Regions from separate parts of the Mus musculus genome. Here regions 2 and 3 are each linked to region 1. Evidence: chromatin contacts called from public promoter capture Hi-C data. All regions are on one chromosome and are shown on one strand. The core of a region is the stretch at or near the end of the contact, and the rest is flanking DNA. Distances in the headings are between cores, read along the strand shown.

The links. Promoter capture Hi-C pulls out the DNA fragments that hold promoters and counts their contacts. Capture Hi-C pulls out chosen DNA fragments and counts their contacts.
Region 2: a contact with region 1 is called in a promoter capture Hi-C map of adipose tissue. The contact joins the promoter of Stfa3 here to the promoter of Hcls1 in region 1. A contact is called at or near these places in 4 of 39 promoter capture datasets (the 3T3-L1 cell line, embryonic stem cells, hippocampal neurons and 1 more), 3 of 115 datasets of contacts at active chromatin or transcription factors (bone marrow-derived dendritic cells, bone marrow-derived macrophages and double positive thymocytes) and 1 of 9 other capture datasets (adipose tissue).
Region 3: a promoter capture Hi-C map of macrophages shows a contact between it and region 1, with 6 read pairs. The contact joins the promoter of Cd86 here to the promoter of Hcls1 in region 1. A contact is called at or near these places in 1 of 39 promoter capture datasets (macrophages) and 2 of 115 datasets of contacts at active chromatin or transcription factors (effector CD8 T cells and memory CD8 T cells).

Annotation. Positions count from the first base shown.
Region 1 is chr16:36,933,269-36,936,815 of GRCm38.p6, forward strand. It overlaps Hcls1 (hematopoietic cell specific Lyn substrate 1), which reads left to right and starts at 1,715. Exons shown (of 14, transcript NM_008225.2): 1 at 1,715-1,806.
Region 2 is chr16:36,453,360-36,456,906 of GRCm38.p6, forward strand. It overlaps Stfa3 (stefin A3), which reads right to left and starts at 2,033. Exons shown (of 3, transcript NM_025288.2): 1 at 1,922-2,033. The coding sequence starts at 2,005.
Region 3 is chr16:36,664,562-36,668,108 of GRCm38.p6, forward strand. It overlaps Cd86 (CD86 antigen), which reads right to left and starts at 1,516. Exons shown (of 8, transcript NM_019388.3): 1 at 1,387-1,516. The coding sequence starts at 1,400.

The sequences.
Region 1 (3,547 bases), core at 465-2,964:
TAGAAAATCCATCCTGAGATTGGGTTAAAGGAGCAGAACCATAGGATGTAAATTTGTGAAGCCTTGTGGATAGTTCTGAGAAAACTCTGAAAGTATTGGACCACCAAGTATGGTGGCACTTGCCTGTAATTCCAGCACTGAGGAGGCTGAGGCAGGAGGACCATAAGTCCAAGGCCAGTCTTGTCTACATAGTAAGTTAAGGCTAGCCTGTGCTACATAGCAAGAGTGTCTAAAACAACAAGCTCTCCTTGAACACAGTGCAGAAGGAGACTTTTCATAGCTCATGCGGGTTGGGTAGACATCATGCTCTTATACAAAGTTGCCACTTGGGAAAAGCTGACCCAGTATCACAGGGTAGAAGAGGATTAATGGGAACCTGTTCTCTTTGGCTTCAACGCTCACTGTATGTCAGCACTGTTCTGCTCAGGGATGAACATGGGGTGTTTGTGAGGGGGAAGTGGGTTTCCTTGGTGTCATCGCTGAAGTTCTATGGTTCTGTGCATTGCTGTGTGGTGAGGTACAATGTCTAGCCCTAATTTAAGGCTACCCCTTTCTACATATTCCTCAACTATAAATAGCCTTATTAGAACAAATAAAGTGCTCCAAGTCTAGAATCAATCCCCTGGGAAGTGACTTTAGATGCTTTCTGTTGGTACAGAATGTTCCCTTCTGTCTAGTTTCACCAACCTGGGACCCTTGTGGGTTCATTCTCTGTAAGCCAGGCAAGTCAGAGTCCACAGATGACTGGGATAAGGAGAGCCAGGCTCAGATGCAAAAGCAAGTTCTTAGTAGGATTATTTTTCAACCAGAGATCCTTGGAACTTTATTTTCATTATCTTTATTGCCTGTCAGTGCTCCAGGCTGCCAGAGGAGCCATGCTTGGGACGGGGGTGGGTGAGGAATGGAGGGTGGAAGCAGGGAGGTGGTTATTTGAAAGGCAGCCAGTAAAAGCATAGCAAAGTTCTCAGTGGCCTTCACATCAGAAAGGGTCTATTTCATTGGCTCAACAAGTCACCTGAGCATGTCTTGACTTGAAGCTAGAAGGGGAGGGCTGCAGATGTTGACAGTGTAGAGTATGTCAGAGTTCAATTCACCAGCTTAGAGAAGGCCAGTAGTCAGAACTCTGTAAGTGAGCTCAGACTCCACACAGCCTCCCATCAAGCTAGGGAGTTTTCTCCCTCCACGTTCTGCCTTCTCCCTTCCTCGTGAGTTATGTGTGAGTCTCAGGTACTGCAGAAAGCAAGGAGGAGAAATTGTTTTTAAGACTTCCCTTCAAAATTAACATACAGATCATTTTTCCACTAAGCCTTTTTTTTTTTTTTTTGATTGCTGCAGACTACACACACACACATTTTTCCTTCCTCAGACCAGGCTTCTACAACAATGTTGTAGCCCAGGGTACCCCTAAGTGCTGGGATCACAGAAGTTCACTACCACACCTGCCTTGTTCTGAATTCTTTTACTTAGATGCAACTGTCCTTCGTAGGACACAGAGCAGTCCTGCAGCATTCTTATTGTGTCTTAACTGATAAGGGATGTGTCTCCACGGTCATTTTTATAACTTTCCCGTGACCTGAAAAACTTTGCAAAATACTAGACACAGAAACACTTAACCCTTCTAAGTACTCAAAGTATAAGGAACTGACTCAAACTTCAGGAAGTAGCTGTGAGGACAGTGTGGCAGGAAATGACAGAAAACCTGAAAACGGAACTGGAGCAGCTGCTCTGTTACTTACCCTGAAGTGGCAGCCGCTGGAGGGGGCGCCTGGTGTAGATGTGAAAAGCCGTAACCAGGAACCAGTAAAGGTGGGTGCTCTGAGCTGGGGGTTTTGTGAGGGGTTGGGAGCACAGGGAAGTATGGAAAAGAAGTCTACATAGCACTTAGTCCTTGTTAAGGGAGGTCTTTACTAATAGATGCTGAACTCTTGATGGCCCTAAGGACTGTGTGCAGTGGTTGACAATGAACATCTGAGGATGGGAACAAGGAAATGGCCTGCACTCGGGGAGCATGATTGAGCACATATCTAGGACCCTGGGCCCTAGTATGCCCTTGATGATCTACACAGCCCATTCTAAAGGGTGGCTGCCCCAGTGTGCTAACCTGAAGGCGACCCACGGAAGATGAGGACAAAGTGTGCCTTTGTATGGCCTCACAGGGACACAAATGCCCATGGGAAATGTAAGGGGACAGGATTTAACCACCAATGAACACTGGTGCTGAGCCAAGTGCTTTTAGGAGTCAAATGCAAACATGACTTCAGCTGGTGTAACTTTGTATGTCTGTGGGGATCCCAGAGTGTTACAGAGGGAGCTTTGGATCTACTGTGTTAACCCCTTAATTATTTAACATTGGGAAACAATATCACAACAATCAGTGACTTGCCCAAGGAAGTTAATATTGATGGATGGCTTAGTCTAGTCTCTGACTAAGTAGTATAGACTCTGTGTCATGTGACAGACAGGGGTCTCACAGGGGCTGTCATATTACTGCAGTGTCCATGGATCTCTCACCTATGGATGCCATAAGTCAGTCCTGTCATCAGGTATTGGATATGCCCAGCATTCATTGCCTGTCTCCAGCCTCCTACTTTAAGTTAGCAGCTTTCCTGATTAGTAATCGACAGTACAAGAATAGTAAGTTATTTTGCTCTTAAACATGAGCATGAGGGGCTGATGGGAGAGATGAACTGAGACCTGGAGAATCAGGCAAGATGAGACCATCGGACCTCACTGCTTCCTCATTGCTCATAAATGTATTTGACTTCTCCTTTCCAGTTTCCTTCTGTGGTAGAGTAGCCTGAGAGCCAGGACATGTCAAAGTGAGGCCTTAAGCTGTGGGTCATAGGTTCTCTTTATGTGTCTTACCCCCTGTTAGTAGCTAATACCAACTGGGGGAGGCACAGATGTTCTTAATAGCTCACAGTGACTCTGGCCACGGTAACTCACCACTCCTTCCCACATCTTTATTTAACCTATCTTCCTCAGATGTCTTCGGGGCTAATCTTCTAGAGGTTATTATAAAATGTGGGCAATGATGGAGGCTTCCAGATGGGGATAGAAAGTGGAGACTTGGGGCCTAGATAAGCAGAGCCTTGGGGATGAGTGGGTAAAGGTGTCTCCTTTGGGAGAGCAATGAGTACCAGGAAGCTCTTCGGTGGTGGTGGCACCCGACAAAGAAGGATAGGCAGAGTCTTTGAGCCAGGAAGTCCCAAAAAGCTACCAGACCAGATGGGTGTTGTCCCTTGTTACCTCTCCTCAAAAACCCACAGTGTGACCGGACAGTTCTTCCTCACACCCTTCTGGCAAGGCTCAATAAAACACAAGTGTCCAGTGGGACAATGATTGACACCCAATCAAACTAGCATTCTCCCAAGACTTTTGTAATGTTTACTTAGTTGTTAATTCTCACATAGTGTTTCAAAAAGAGGGAGTGCTACATTTTACATGTAAATGCTTATGTCTTTAGATATAGTTGAACATTTACATAATAAAAATAAAGCCATGGTATTTTCTTCTTTCAGCTAGTGTGAGTAGTTCAACTAGTCTG
Region 2 (3,547 bases), core at 783-3,282, 480 kb before region 1:
TATCTGGGTGGCTCTTAAACATTTTGTGTCTCGGTTTCATTATCTAAAAATAGGATGGAACCCATCCTTGCCTGTCTGGGAGCATGGAGAGCAACTGAGAGGTGGGACTGAAATCAAGGCTTTTAAAACAGAGAAGCTCCTTCCTGGGATGTGGTGGCCTTGTTAATATCTGTGTCTCATTCTGCTACTCTGGAGCTGCAAGAAAACATTTCTAAATTCATTTTATTATTGAAGAAATCACCCACACATGGTGTCATTAGCAAGATAGGCCTTCCTGCTCTAACAATTATATGATCAAAATATATTTTATGTATGTATAAAGTCTTCAAAGAACTAATGAGAATATCATGTTCAAAAATTACCCAACCAGGCAGGATAACACACCCCTGTAGCCTTGTTACTTGGGAAGCTAGAGGAAAAAGGATTGCTAGAATTTGTGATATTTGGATCACTCTGAGAAAGAGCAAGAAACTCTTTAAAAAAAAAAAAGCCAGTTATTCTAGATAACCAAATGGTCAGCTATTGAAACTCATGAAAATCTGCTGTAACTTTTTTTTTTCAAATAATTCTATTTCCCTGTCTATCCTCCTACAGTGCTGGTTCCTGGAACATCTCAGGGGGCACTTTATTTCAGTCGGCATAAATTCCAACTATGACTCATCAGTGTATATTTGTTTTTTAAATAATTTTTATGGAAGTTATTTTAGTCCTTTTAGCTCTTTCTTCTTACAGGTGGAATGGAAGGCTTTCCGTTGGTATCCTACTTTAAGGCTCCATCACTTCCAATTTTTATATCAGGTCCTACAGGAAAGGGAAATCATAGGTAGGAGTGCTCACTCTCCCAGAGACCTTGGAAGAAATATGGACACGCAGGCCTGTCTAGCCCTCTTCAGTGAGATCTGCATTTAATCTAGAGTGACTCATGTGCACATTTAAGGTTAAGGACACCAACTTGATGTAAGGATTCTAATGAAGATTTAAAGATTTAATATTCCTCAAAAATAAAATGCTCCACGATATTTATTGAAATAATCCTATGTGTGAGAACTATTTAGACTTAATTATTTGGTCACTGAATTTTAGCCTGTGACCCCCTGTAGAATGTTCAGTGCCCTAAGCATGAAGGCTCCCATATGTTCTACTCACATAAAATCTGATGATGCCTAGCAAGGCAGCACATGCCTGTAATCTCAGCACTTGAGAAGTCGAGGCAGCAGGAATGCCTTGAGTTTGAGGCTAGCCTGAGTTACCTGCACACTAGACCATCTAGCAAGACCAAGTGTCAAACAAACACACAGACACATGAGCAAATAACAAACCACACTGATCTGGTCCTCCATGATGTTTCAGTTTCAGAGACAATAACAACATGATGTAAGAAAATAAAGTGACAGATTGCAAACCTACCTTCATAATTCTCCTTTGTAAAACAGGCAACACGATCCACCTTTTTATATAGATGATAGTTAAGCAACATGTATTAACCTGCTAGAAACATTGAGTTCTATTTGACTGTGATGGTTTGGTGGGTGTAGCATCCTGGAATCACTTCAGGGATCCTTAACAACCTTAGGAGCCTCCATATATCAGCTTCAACAAGAGTGACTGGGATATTCCATCAGTCATTAGAGCTCCTGGGATCAGACATGTGAGGCACAGAGACCATCCAACATGAATCCACCTTCAGCTACTGGGGAAACTGAGGCTGCAGCAAAGAGTGTGGCTTGGCCCATTTTACTCTTGGAGTCTTAAAATTTTTCTGAAGGCCTAATGTTTCACTTCCAGTTGTATAAAGGGCTGAACCAAACCTGTATAGTTCGGTTTCTGTGTTTTCCCACACTCTTAATGCCATGCCAAATTATGAATCAAATGATGAAAGTTTGTTTTGGGATCAAGTTTTTTCTGAAATGCATTGACTCACCTTGTCAGCAATCATCTGGATTTCTGGTGTGGCAGGTCTGGCCTCTGACAGGCCTCCCTTTATTTTTAAGTTTTCTTGACTCATTGATGGGCAGGGTGCTGAGAAGAAATGATCCTACAAGCACTGAGACTCGGGGTTTTAAAGGTTATCTGTAAGCTCCTCCTCTAATGTCTTATCTCTGCAATATCTGAGGGACAGGGAAAATGAGTGTGGCCTCAGGCAAATCTTACTGCACCCCTGAGAGGAAATGCTGAGTGGGGTTGGGAGAAAATGAGTTGAAGGAAATGAAAAGGAGTGTGTGCCCAGGACTCGGGTGTGGTGAGCATGGCTCCTTCCTGCACGCTCTGTGCCAATAATATCATCATGTTGTGTCATATGAGGAAGGCCATGCACAACCAGAGTTTCTAAACATGTTAATGCTTGAAGAGTTCTTTAAAGAGATTAGTCAATAATGTCAGGCTGTTTGCTTAGGATCTTCTGCCTCTTCTGCCTCCTCCTTCAGAGCACTGAGATTATCGGCATGGCCTTGAATGTCTGATGCTTCTGCCTCTGTTTCCTAAGTAATGGGTTTACAGTCAGTAGGTAACTTGTCAGGTAATATCTCACCCATGTAAGAGGTAAAGCTTCTCATTAGAAGAATTGCTGGGTGTCAAGGGGGAAGTGCTAGGGATAACAGGGAACGAGGCACAGCAGAGGGACAGAGGCTTGCTGCTCACCCATCCCTGCCCACTGGGGTGATTCCACCACAGAGAAAGGGGGTAGACATGCTCAGTTCTGAGTGACAGAGACATAAGCATTTATTTTATTGTGTTATCCTGTATTTGAAACAATCCTAGAAATCAAGGTAAATATGAAATACACATATCTAAAAACAGCTAAAATCCCTTTTATTAGGAGCCTGAGATTTTGTCTATAAAAACAAAACAAAACAAAACAAAACCTGTTAAATCACCTTTCTTTAGATGTACAGAACCCAGAGTGTCTGGCAATCTTTATATAACATCAGAATCTTAGGCTTCTTTTAATGCTGTGCATCAACCGACTTAGCCTGTATCAGTTTTGTACATTTCTGTGGGGTTTGACTTACAGAAAAGAAATACAGCCTTGTAGAAAAAATGAAAGGGGAGTTGGGTTGAGAGGTCGCTGTTGGGCACTTTTCAGTGAGGTACAGAGGTTCGTATCCAAGGTCTTTCTAACCAAATTCTCTCAAGTGGGCAGGATTAACAAACACAATGGTCAACCAGAGTTCTAATAATTGATTTCATTGAAGACAGAACTGTGCCATTATGTAGCACACTCAGGCTTTCCTTGAACTCCTCTTGTAGTCCATCTTGATCTTGAACTTGTGAATCTGTCTCTCAAATTCTGGGATTATAAGCATGTGCCTCTGTGTCTAGTGCTAACATCTGCCAACTTGAAATGGCTTGTTGTTGTAATTTTCCTTGCTCACGTTCAGACTCAGAAAATGACACACTGGGGATGTAGCTCAGTGGTGGAGCTCTTTGCCAAGCTTGCTCATGGCACTGGGTTAATCCCTTGTATGACCAAGAAGAAAATAATCTTCCCCAAGGTGGATCATAGAACCCGTCCCTTGCAGACAGACATAAAACCTAGAAACCTTGTTCA
Region 3 (3,547 bases), core at 266-2,765, 270 kb before region 1:
AAATTTAAAATTATGCTCGAGAGGAAAGAAATTGTTTTAACTTGGAAATTAATCTGTAAACTTTTGAAATAAAAGCAACAAAGGGGCTTCTGAAACCAGTTGGCACTGGGTAGAAGAGAGAATCCCAAAGTGCAGGAATAAATAACAAAGGGCAGAAAAACAACTGTGCCTCGAACCGACCATGCCTCCAGCCGCCCAAGCAAAAGAAGGGCAGGCATAGCTGCTTCTAGGAATCCTGTGCCCTGAGAACCTGCCACAGCAAAGAGGACAAAAAGGATTTCACTTCCATCCTCAGGAGCCTGGGAGCCTTGCTCAGCTATTAATTAATACAATGATACTGCCTGTCCGGATACCACTGTGAAGTGTGACATTAATGAAATAATATTAGCGAAGTGCACAACATGCCAGGCATCCCACAGACACTGGGTAACTGAGTTACTCCCATTGCCTATTTGTGTCTTAGTTTGTTGTTATTGTTGCTGTTGTTTTCTTGAATACAGTCACCCCTCAGAATCTGAACAAATTCCAAAATCTTGGGTACTCACGTTCCCAGTATAAAGTGAGGTCATAATTTGCATGTACTTTAAATTATCCCTAGATTACATACAATGCATACATAATTACATATACAATGTAAATGAATAACAACAAGAGCCCTGTGCCTGTTCAGTATAGGCACAGCTATAGGCGAGCTGCATTTCTATCTTAAATGGGAAGTTGCTCACAGGTGGCCCGCTGAGTCCATGGATGTGGAACTTGTGCATTGAAAGAGCTGTCTGTGCCTTTTCTCTGCATTTTCTTTGACCTTTCTTCTTTTGCCTTCTCTATTTGACTTCTTCACTTTTATATCAAACTTTAAAAAAAAAGTGCCACCTCTCTTTTCTCATACTTATACAGATATTTAAAAACCCAATCCAGACTTAAAAATCAACGACTGTAGATATTTAATATCTGAAACACAAATCAATCACCTTTGGGGGGGGAAACTATCAGCTGCTTTCTTTTGGTACCTCAGATAAGTCTTACCCCCATGAAGGAAAAAAAAAGTCATTGTAGGAAAAAAAAGGGAAAGGAAGAAAGGAAGGGAGGGAGGGAGAGAGGGAGAGAGGGAGAGAGGGAGAGAGGGAGAGAGGGAGAGAGGGAGAGAGAGAGAGAGAGAGAGAGAGAGAGAGCTTCCTGATGTGGGAGCCAGTTACCATTTTCACATAAATAGCACCTTCCCTTCTGCGCTCTCACTTTGGGTCATTAAATAGACACATTGCACACGAGAGCTGTCTAGGGCGGCTGGCTCGAAGGACAGAAATGAGAGTGTGGTCTCCAGTCTCAGCCTCCCGCTGAGGTCATAATTCACAAGTCATACTGCAAATAGTAGAAGCGACCACTTACCATCTGGGGTCCATCGTGGGTGCTTCCGTAAGTTCTGGAACACGTCTACAGGAGTCTGGTTGTTCAAGTCCGTGCTGCCTACAGGAGCCACTCTTACGCGTCTGCTTGCTCCTCTTTCTTCCTCAGCAATGACTGTGTACCCTGGTGGTTGACTTTTTCTTAAGGGTTGTTCCTCTTTTCTTAGACTTGAGGAAGATATCTTTAACCCTTTCTTTGCTTTGTAGATTATTCGAGTTCGGTTTCAGTCTTGAGGGTTTTGTTTGTTTTTTAAACAATTCAGGGGGCAGGCAGGAGTGGGTGGGTAGGTGGAGGAACACCCGCATAGAAGCAGGGGGAGGGGGATGGGATAGGGAGTTTCTTTGGGGAGGGGGGGTGGGACAGGGGATAACATTTGAAATGTAAATAAAGAAAATAACCAATTTTTAAAAATTCAACTGTAAAAACAAAACAAATCAAAACATTCAGTGCCTTGAGTTCCAACAAGATGTTCAAAAGAAACCAAGAAGCCCAAGACAAGCAATGTTGTGAAATCAACTGACCAACTTTGTCCACTTGATAGAGCTACCATAGTCCTTAGACATAACCTGGCGAAATGGGAAGCCTTATAGGGCTGAGAAGTGCTTAGGTGACTGTTGCCTTCAGACAACTATATCAGATAAGGGGTTTAGGTATGCGGAAATTGACTTGCTAAAAGTGACTCGTACAGCAATAAAGAGGCTTCTACAAGGCAGTGCTGGAGCCCCTCCATCAGAGCTGCTCCACCCTGCTGAGGAGAAGTCTATAACATCCCTGCAGTGTCCTCCAGCAGACATAAGGGAGAACACCAGAACACCGGCAGTATCGAAACGCCATCTCTTTTCATTCAGACGAGGAAACCATCATATGTGGTTTCTGCCTTTTTCCCCCCTTTTCCTGTACACCTATTGATTTCACAACATTGCTTGTCTTGGGCGTCTTAGTTTCTTTTGAACATCCTGCCCGAACTCAAGGCACTGCATTGGTTTCTTGTTTTTTGGTTTTTTTTAATCTCAAGATTTAAACCGAACATAGCATACCAAAACACAATAAGACCAGGCACAAATCCTCATCTCGAGGCTAGACAAGACAACCCAGTAGAAGGGGAAAAGTACCGTGAGTAGACAAGAGTCAGAGACAAGTGCACTTCCACTCTATGGAGTCCCACAAAAACCCCCAGCTAAACAAGCACAGCATTTATGTAGAGCACCTAGCACAGACCCAGACAGGCTCCAGAATTGCTGCTTCACGTCTCTGTGAGCCCCCATGAGCCCTGTTTAGTAGATGCTGTGGGCTATGTCCTCCTGGTATCCTTGACTCCTCTAGCTTCTAAAATCGCCCTCTTCTAAGGGGTTCCCCAAGCTCTTGCCTAACGTTTGGGGGTGGGCCTCTGCATCTACTCCCATCAGCTGCTGGAGGAAATGTCTCACAGTGATTGGACTTGGCACCAATCTATGAGTATAGCCGATAATCATTAGGAATCATTTCGTTGACTTGTTTTGTTGTTGTCAGTCATGTTTGGCTCTATCCTAGGGCTCTGCCGCTATCTAGCTTCCGGCTTCCAGCTTCCAGCTTCCAGCCATCCAGGCATGGGATCCCTCTCCTAGCTTGGGCCTCAAGTTAGACCAGTCATTGGTTGGCCACTTTCACAGGCTCTGAGCCTTCACTGCCCCCCCCCCTGCCCCCAGCACATCTTGCAGGCAGGGCAGTTTGTTTATAGACAGCTCTGTGACTCTGTTGGTGTCCCAGTCTCACCATTGGAAATTTTGCCTGGTTACAGAAGATGGCTGGTTCAGGTTCCGTATCCTCCATTCCTGAGAATCCTTGCTCAGGTCACCCTCATAAGTTCTGGGAATTCTTCGCTGCACTAGGTTTCCATATGGCCACCTAAATGCCCCTCTGTTCCCATGTCATCTCTCACTGTACTCTCCCTCCTCCACCCAATCCCTCCTGTTCCCATGCCTACCTACAGCCAGTCCACCAGCAACATCTATTCTATTTCCTCTTCCTAGGGAAACCCGTGTATGCCCCAGAGCCCTCCTTGTCACTTAGCCTCTCTGGGTCTATGGCTCATAGTGTGAATATCCTTTACTTAACAGCTAATATACACTTACAAGTAACTATATACCGTGTTTGTCTTTCTGGG